Linked DNA regions of Ovis aries: all the other regions are linked to region 2. A link is a contact called in public Hi-C data. All regions are on one chromosome and are shown on one strand. Each heading gives the region's core, a stretch centred on a gene start, on an enhancer-like site or on the middle of the called end of the contact. The rest is flanking DNA. Distances are from core to core; before and after follow the strand shown. Region 1 overlaps MICAL2 (microtubule associated monooxygenase, calponin and LIM domain containing 2). Region 2 has its middle 23 kb from the start of DKK3. Region 3 holds the start of USP47 (ubiquitin specific peptidase 47).

What was found. A called contact is a pair of places that touch in the nucleus more often than the background predicts.
Region 1: a Hi-C map of liver shows a contact between it and region 2, with 5 times the contacts expected there. The contact joins two enhancer-like sites. A contact is called at or near these places in 10 of 16 Hi-C or Micro-C datasets (blood, hypothalamus, liver and 4 more).
Region 3: a Hi-C map of liver shows a contact between it and region 2, with 2.4 times the contacts expected there. The contact joins the promoter of USP47 here to the enhancer-like site in region 2. A contact is called at or near these places in 2 of 16 Hi-C or Micro-C datasets (hypothalamus and liver).

The regions. Positions count from the first base shown.
Region 1 is chr15:40,243,440-40,246,139 of ARS-UI_Ramb_v3.0, forward strand. All of the region lies in intron 15 of MICAL2 (microtubule associated monooxygenase, calponin and LIM domain containing 2), which reads right to left. Among named protein-coding and RNA genes, the nearest start is that of TRNAV-CAC, 110 kb to the right of the region's middle. Within about 2 kb of position 1,437, at least 17 of the 54 cell types and tissues checked have an H3K27ac peak or open chromatin away from gene starts, as enhancers often do. A contact at or near this core is called in liver, where this site is marked.
Region 2 is chr15:40,421,041-40,424,121 of ARS-UI_Ramb_v3.0, forward strand. No RefSeq gene overlaps it. Among named protein-coding and RNA genes, the nearest start is that of DKK3, 23 kb to the right of the region's middle. Within about 2 kb of position 1,336, at least 9 of the 54 cell types and tissues checked have an H3K27ac peak or open chromatin away from gene starts, as enhancers often do. A contact at or near this core is called in hypothalamus and liver, where this site is marked.
Region 3 is chr15:40,603,434-40,606,561 of ARS-UI_Ramb_v3.0, forward strand. USP47 (ubiquitin specific peptidase 47) reads right to left here and starts at 1,815. Exons shown (of 27, transcript XM_060399347.1): 1 at 1,604-1,815. The coding sequence starts at 1,642.

The sequences.
Region 1 (2,700 bases), core at 187-2,686, 180 kb before region 2:
ATCCAGGCATTACCTATGTGCGGTCAGATGAGAAAAGCATAGACAGGTAGTGTGTGCGTGTGTATATACACACCCATGTGCACACACAGGATAGAGATCACATATGTGTGTTCAGATTTCACCTGTGAGTATGGTGACAAGCATGTGTACACACCCACATGCACACACAGGACAGAGACCACATATGTGTGAGCACGGAGACAAGAGCTCTGGGTCTCCAGGAGCTGCCCCACACCACTGGGCTGCTAGATGCTGATCGGGACAGAGGCAGATCTGCAGAAGCGGACCAAGGGCCTTTTAGGAGAAAGCAGAATCCGCTACTCTTCTCCTTCTCCCCAGGTGTGGGCCATCCAGTCTTCAGAGACAACCAGCCCCGGGGGGTTACCACTCACCAGAGGTACAGCCCTCTTCACACTGGATGGGAAAGTCATTCTCTCTAAAATAAGTTCCTGGATGGAGCAAAAGCCTTTGGTTTTGCCCAAAGTTGTTGTCTTTTGCTGGAATTTGGATATTATCAGGAAAACAAGATTAGGGAGGAAAGAAGAATTTAACACCAACATCAAAAACCAGGAGGGAGGGAGAGTGTTAGCCTGGCTCAGGAGAGAAACAAAGAGCCCATTTCAGATTAAGACACCACATGTGAACAAACGTGGGCTGCTCAATCCCTGTATCAAGATGCTCCTCTGAAGTTAGCAAGGAGCAAGGATGGGCAGGGAGGGATGAGGGTGGGGGAGGGGAATACAGATGCACCTTTACATACAGATTGTGTGTTTGAGCCCTGGTGTAGAAAATCTCGCAAGAACAGCCTAGCCTGCATCTCCAGTCTGTAAGGACACATGAACCAGGGCAGTGAAGACAGCGTGTTTAATTGCACTGACATCTTCTGGGTGTAACTGTGGGGGAGCCCCATGTGTAGGTACAGTATTCAGTCATCTGTGTAGACCTCCGCTGTGTGTTCAGCGGCAACCTGGAGTGGACTCAGTACCCCTGGCTTGTGAGACATAAGACCAAAGAGCATTGCAAACAGATATCTCCAAGCCAAAAGAGGATCCAGACCTATGACACAAGATAAAAAGGGGAGAAGGTACTTTGCATGTGGCCTGACCATTGCACTGGAGTTGAATGGCAGACAGTATACACTGGGGTGTTTCAGTACCAGGGCAGAATGTGACTCAGTGGCCTTATAAACCCACCAACCCCCATAGAGGAAGCATTCAATCAGTTTGAGGAGAAAGGGCGGGACAACAAATACCTGCAGCAGGCACTTACTTCAATGACCTGACCTCCCTACCTATCTGAGGAGCAGGACAAACTTCAGATGTTAAATGGGGCCGTGGGAGGGAATCAGATGTGTGGATTTCAACTGCTCTCAAGATGCATGCACAGCCAAGGAGCACACCCTGGACATGGGCCAAAACCAGCCAGGGCTGGGCCAGGCAGAGCCCACGCATCCCCACTGCATTTGCGCCCAGAGCCAGGGCAAAGTGGAGCAAGGCTCCAGCAAGCCCTCGGAGAGCCTGGCTGACAGCCGACTTTTGACCATTCCCACCTCCTGAGCCAGAGCTGGCCAGGCTGTTTCAATTCGGTCACTCTGTAAACAGAGGTGTGGTGACTGAAAGGTTTAAACATTCCTCTCCAGTTCCCAGTTGTGGGCTAAGTGGTGGGAGAAATCGGGTGAACAGAGAAGAGTGGCAAGTGTCTGGCTCAGAGAGCTTCCAGAGAGACTGCACTGGCTTGTCTGGGATGGAGTAGCCCAAAGTGGGGGTCCTCGGTCATCAGAGGAAAAGCGGCTGGGCTGGGCTGGGGCAAGCTGATGACTGGGCTCCAGAAAACATCTTTCACTCAGTGAGATGTTTGGTGGGTTACAGTGCCTCCCACAGAGCCTCTGAGTGGGGTGGCTTGGGGAGCGGAGGGGGACAGACCAGTGGGGTACAGCTGCTCTGCTTACACCTGAGCTGACCTGCTCACCCTGCTTCCCCAGACCCAACTTGTCCCCTCCTACAAACAGGGCCTGCAGAGGACTAAGTACCGGCTCCTGCAGTCAGCACAGCCACTGCTACATTCCAGGGAGCACAGCCTGCAGTGGAAAAAGTGACCACTGATCACACAGCCCAGGGAAAGAGAGGAGGCCACACGACCCAAGCTCCACCCTGGGCAGAGGGGCCGGCAGGACAAGGCGTGACTGGCCAGCAGTTAAGAGCCTGTCGGCGATCCAGAGACACGGAGACGCGCGCAGAGGCCTGCGGTCCTCTGCTGAGTGAGGGTGGGGGAAGGTAAGCTCAGCGCACACCCTTGCAGCCTAATGTCTCTGAGTCTCCATGTTTTATCTATAAAATGGGCATGTCAATCAAAGCAACTTGTATTATACCTTCCATGGATATGCGGCCATTCATGTAAAATTATAATTTCTTGGACTCCCTGGTGGTACAGTGGAGAAGAGTCTGCCTACCAGTGTAGGAGACATAGGTTCGACCCCTGGTCTGGGGAGATTCCACATGCTGCAGAGCAGCTAAGCCTGTGCCCCACAGCTACTGAGTCCTCACGGTCTAGAGTCCATGCTCCGCAACAAGAGGAGCCCGAGGGCCACGACAAACAGCACCACAGCCCCGCTCTCCGCAGCTGAGAAGGTCCGTGGGCAGTGATGACGACGCAGCACAACCCAAATGAGACAAATACCTTTGAAAAACTGTAATTTCTCAC
Region 2 (3,081 bases), core at 86-2,585:
GGGGTGGTCAAGCCATAAAACTGTGTGTCGGGCACTGCGCCCAGTGACTCACCAGCCCTACCTCATTTAATCCTCCAATAACCGTGGGAATTGGGTAATACTATCTCCATCTCATCGACGAGAAAACAGAGGATAAGGAAGGACACATGACTTCTCCAAGGCCACAAGACAAGCAAATGCCAGAGTCAGGATTTAACCCTAGGTTGGTCTGACTCCATTTCTCAGTTGCCTTGCAGCAACCATAGCAGTGGAAGGCAGCGTACTAAGAAGTCGAGAACTTTTTGAAATTCTAAAGAACATCCTATGTAGAAAAGAGTCCAAAGCAAGCACTAGATTAATGCTGTCCAGTAGAACTTTCTATTGATCTTACCTGGTGGCTCAGTGGTAAAGAATCTGCCTGCAATGCAGGAGACCCAAATTCAATCCTTGGGTTGGGAAGATCCCCTGGAGAGGGGCATGGCAACCTACTCCAGTATTCTTGCCTGGACAATCCCATGGACAGAGCAGCCAGTTGGGCTACAGTCCATGGCATCCCGAAGAGTCAGACGCGCCTGAAGTGACTGAGCGTGCATGCAGGACTTTCTACAAGGAGAGAAATGCTCGTTTCTGTGCTGTCTAATAGGATAGACACCAGCCGCGTGCGGCCACTGAGGACCTGAAAAGTGGCTAGTGTGACTATGGGACTGGATTTTAAATCTTACTTAGTTTTAACTGACTGAATTGTAAGCAGTGGCTGTGGCTAGTGGCTAGCATATTGGACAGTGTGTCTCTGGATCACTGCTTCCCAACCATGTTCACACCAAGTAAAGGCAGAAAATAATAATAATTCTACAGTGGGTGAGGTGCTTGTTACTGGGGACAACTGGCTCAAGGAGTCCTGCCCTCCTGGTCCCACCCAGCCGCCCCAAGAGTTATGACCCTGAGGGTCAATGTTTTCAGTGAACGCGGAACCCATTCCAGGCACAACGGCTCTTCATAATGAGGAGTTCCCGGTCAGCTCTAGCCTCCAAGCCTAGGACACCAAAGTCACTGTGATGAGAAACCTGGCGTAGGACACGCACGGGACCTTATCAGTCTTCACATGGTCTCTGACCCCTCCGTGCCCCACAGTTGGTGCCAGGCTCCGGGGTGAGGCTACCGCGCAAAGGGTGGCTCAGAGCCCAGCCTCACTGAGCACGGGGTGGCAGTGAGCCTTCCTGGCCCTCATGGTCAAGGAGCCTGCAGCCCCATGGTCATTAGGGAGCAGCACCCTGGGCACCGCCACAGAACCCGAGACAGGCTCTGGCCCAGTGAAGGGGAGCCCAGGGACCCAGAAACCTATCAGGCAGCACTTTGGCGCCATCTCCTGGGCAGATTGCAGAGTGTCTGTGGGCCGGGAGGAAGCGAGGCCGGGCCTCTGCTGACCATTGGTGGCTCTCAGAGACCTCGCAGGCCCCATCTGGTCACAGGCTGAGGGACAGCAATAGGGTCCACTCCCTTCCTGCTGGGGAAGGGCACCTTGGGGTGGAAGGGAGGGCGAGACCACAGCGCCGGGGAAAGGGGAAGGGAGACAGCTCAAGCATGACGTGAGGAAAGGGGAAGGGAGACAGCTCAAGCATGACGTGAGTTTGGAATGGGTACCTTCCGGAACCCAGGACCTCGTTCACACCTTCATCGCTAAACTGCCCCAGGCCGGGGATATACCAGGAGAGAGCAGACACGAGCTTGGCAGTGGCTGTGATGCAGTGGCTGCGGAAATAGGGTGAAGGGCAATGTCTGGACTGGTCTCTGAGGATGAGAAGGGTTGGCTGCACCCAGAGAAGGGGAAGGGAATGACTTTTTGGCAGAGGGAGCTGCCTGGGCATCAGGCCTGGAGGTGAGAAGGAGGGAGACCCTCTGGGGAAAGTGAAGTGGCTCCGGGTGGCCAGAAAGTGGAGTCTGTGTGTAGGGAAGGGGGCTGGGGTGAGGCTGAGGGAGCCGCAGGATCCAGATCACGCAGGGGCTTCTGAGTTTGAGTGGTTTTACCCATGACCCTGGAGCAGCTGGCAAGTACAGCGGAGAAGCTATATGGTTTAGATATGGGGCAGGGGTGGCGGGAGGAGAGAGGCCCAGGCTGGGAGACAGGACATTCTGCCGCTGACCAGTGCTGGGACCTGGGGCAACCTTCTTCTTCTCGCTTGGCAGCAGCTGCCTCCACAGAGAGGAGTTGACTGATGATGTCCATCACCTCTGGCTTAACCAGTCTGAGTCCCTGAGCACAGGAAGGGAGAGAGGAGTAGAGACAGCCATGCCCTGGGGAACAGCCGCTGCCCAGGAGGGTGTGGGTGGGGCTCTGCAGCCCTTCTCCGGTTCTGTGCAGCTGAATGAAGCCCACTGAGTCTTGAGTTCCTCAGCAAGGGAGCTGGGGGAAACAGCCCTCGTGGAGGGTCAGGCACACGGCTGAGCCTCAGAGGCTTATGGGGGAGGGGTCTCTTGTTCAGAGTTCAGCCTGACACAGTTTCTCCGTCATCTCCACCAAGGGGGTCCTTCTGTCTAGGTGCTGGGGGAAGTCTGGGGCTCTGTCTAGCGACAAAAACCTGAGGAGCCCACAGCCGATTTCTTTCTTTGTGTGTGTGTGTGTGTGTGTGTGTGTGTGTGGCATGTGAAATCTTAGTTCCCTAACTAGGGATCAAACCTGCGCCCCCTACATTGGAAGGTGAAGTCTTAACCACTGGACCACCAGGGAAGTCTTCCACCGCAGGTTTCTTCCCAAGAGATTCCTAAGCCCAGGACGCCATCAGATGAGCCCCGGGAGTCCTTCTCAGGGGGCTAGAGAGTCAGCAGCATCGTTAGTGCCGGAGCCTTTGGGTGGAGTCAGAACGGCAACGCTTAGGAAGCTGAGATGGGGAAACAGGGCCACCAGTCAACAGGCGTGACTCTCTCATTGGAAAGCACAGCCGAGCCTCTTACCTGAGGGAGGCAGGGCAGGCAGGGCAGGATTCGGGTTAGGGTCAGGCTGCATTTGCTGACAGCAACACTTCCCTCGGGGCAGAAGGTCAGAGGTCAGCAGTTCAGCCTGGCATTTCATAGGAAAGAACATCAAGCCCCGCATTAGGGAGTGAC
Region 3 (3,128 bases), core at 565-3,064, 180 kb after region 2:
TCTCCCTACCCACCCATCAGTGAGGCATTTAACCTCTAAAATCCAAAAGGTAAAAGCAGCACTGCAGGTATTTTCCTGCGGAAGTATATCTGTATCATGTTTTCTATAAAGCAAATTATTAGGGAAATAAACCTAATATTGAGCTTTCATAAAGCAAAGTTCCACAAATATTTTCTAATGGTCAAAAAATTAAGAAAGGACTAACTTTGCTTTTCATGGAAATGAAAACCAGCACTGTGTAACTCTAAAAGAGAATTCATTTTTAATATCCATCTCATAGTATCTATCACTTTCATCCTTGATTAAGAGTTTACTTTTGTAGAAAATTGCTTAGCCCCTACTTGGAGCTCAATGAATACTAGTGTTACCTTTCTTAGTACCCTTAGAAGTTCCCAAGGCAAGAATTCTGATTAATTCATCTGTTTATTATTTTCTGTGCAGATGGTGCTTGATGAATAAATACTGACACATAAGAATTGAGTTTTAAAAAACTGTCCTTGCAAAACAATCATCTGATAAAGTTGGGAAAATATTCCTATCACTTATACACAACTCCAATAATACTTTTGCAGTGTCAGAGCTTGCTCAAGTAGCAACAAATAGCTACAAGCAACCAAAAAAGGCAAAAAAAAAAAAAAGAATTAAAAAATTTTAAGATCACCCACAACTATCAAGATCCGATATAGCTAATTTCAACCGACACTTGCATCTATTTGAGGTATACGAGAAATAAAAATCCAAAGCATTCGCCTGATGATCAGCCAGTTAAAAATACACATTTGGACACCCTGAAGATATTTATAAAGCCAACAGAGATACTATTAATATATTGAAATTCACTGGCCAGCGCTGGATTCTATCATTAATCTTCTCCTGCTATTCAAGAGAAGCCAAGAAGTCAAGCCTTCTCATATCACTTGCTTTTAAGAATGTAATAAGTCACCCAAACTGGCATACACAACCCAACTACAAAAAGTAGTTCAACTCTCCATATGGTAATGCTTCGCTACCTCTTACCTTTACTTGAAAGTCACATTTGCTACTTTTCAACGGTCTTCGGCAGGCCTCATTTAGGCAGGCCCATAGTACCAACCAAGTAAGAAACAGGAGTTCAAAAAAGTCCTAACAGTTAACTGCCCTCGCACAAAGCTCAAGTTGGGCGTAGATTTCACAAGCCCTGAGAGCTATGCCACTGTCAAAACCAGAAGCAGCACCGTCACCCTGTCGTGCACATCGGCCACTGTTGCAGAATTTTTTTCTTTGAAATTACCTCTCCACCTTGGCTCAATATATTAAATACTTAAGCTACCCTCTCCCCCTAGAGCAAGACCAGATTCCTTCCAGTCCACTCCGTTTATTGTCCAGCACCCCAAATCCAAGGGGAGAGGTCTCCGCTCCCTCGACCCCCGAGATCCAGCCCGGTTTCCCAGCTGCTCGCCGCACCCACCATGCACCACCCCCCAACCCCGCACCACACACCTCCTCCTTCCCCCACGGCCGGGCCAGCCCACGAGCTGGGCCCGCAGCCCGCCCCTCGCCCCCGGCCTGCGCTGCTCGCAGCGGCCGCAGGCCTCGGGCCTAGCCTCCTCCGCCGGCCCCTCACCTCCTTCGGGACCAGTTGGTTCTCCTCGCCGGGCACCATCGCTCAGACTCCCGGCCGCTCCTCTCCGCCCTGCCGGAGGAGGGGGAGGGTGGCGGCGCCTCTCTAGCTCAGGAGAAAAACGGCGGCGGAAGTCATCCTCTCCACCGCCGGCGCTCGGGCTATCGCGGAGGCCTCAACCTGGGCCTCAGACACCAACGCGCAGACACCGACCCAAGGCTCCGCCGCCGCCGCCGCCGTCGCCTTCGTCGTCGGCCCCTCCCCCCGCCGGCCGCAATCAATGGAAAAATGGCGGCGGCCGCTCTCGCGAGAATTCGGACTGTCGGGCTTCGATCCCGGCCCCTGGCGCCGAAGATACCCAGACAGCTGTCGTTCGCAGCTAATTACCTCGGCTCTCACTCGGCTTCGAGATGTATAAAATTGGTTGAGCGGCCAAGGAAACGCTTTTCGGAGAGGGATTCCAGACTGTCCATCTCGGGACTCCCTCTGCTGGCAGGGAAAGGACCAGGCCTCAGGTTCTCCATGCCTTTCAGGGCTCTTCGGACTCTCCGCCCACCGGGGAGAGACTCGACCCTAAAGCCTCACCTCTGGCCCTGCTACCAACACTGCTCGCCCTCCCTGTTAGAGGAGCTCCTGAACTCTTCCCCTCTTCACAGACCTCGGCCTCTGCCTGGAAGAGAAAGCATCACGGACTACCTCCCGGCCTCCGCCCTCAGACACGGTCCCAGCCAGAAAGGACTGCGTTTTCTTTCCCCCTTTCCCCACCCTCCCGAGGGCCCGGCTCGAGGGACCTCAAGTCTGGTCTCCTGCTTGGGGAGGGGACAAGTCCATAGCTCGAGAAAGAGGTATCACTTTCCCTCCAGCCCCCCTCCATCAGAGCTGCACTCTGCTGGGCCAGTTCGGGGAACTTCCTCCTCGGACAGGTTCAAGTCTGGGACTGAGATAGCTTCAGAGAGTGGGGCTGCAGTTTGGACCTAGGATCCTCTTTTAAAAATGTTTTTAAAGTACGTTAATCTCCTTTGGCAGTAAGCATTTGTACTGTTTTATAGGCAGCAAATTTTGCGATGGTTATTTTTCTAAATCCTGCTCATTCCTCAAACTTCCCTTATGAAAACCTGGTGGGATGTCCTTCTTGAAGACTTCCGTGGTACAGCGATGTTTTCGCACTCTGAGATAATATAATTCTGATACGTTCCTAACACCCACAGCTACCTGTCTAAACTGTGTGTGCTCTCCAAACGTTTTTTTTTTTTTTATTGCGCTTCTGTATTACAAAAAGTCTCTATACTTAGTAAGTTTAAACACGTCCTGTTGTATATGAGGTAAAGCCTTTTAAAAGTGTAAAAAGGATAAAGATGAAACAAACATTTAAAGTAGCTAAGTTAGTTTCTATATTAATTATCTTTTAAAAATCCGTGTTCTTTTCACTAAAAATATCTAGTGAAAGCAATATGATTGACTTAAGTCTCAGTGATTTTAAAAATCTGTAATACTTTATGAAACATTAAAATATGTGATTCAACGTTCA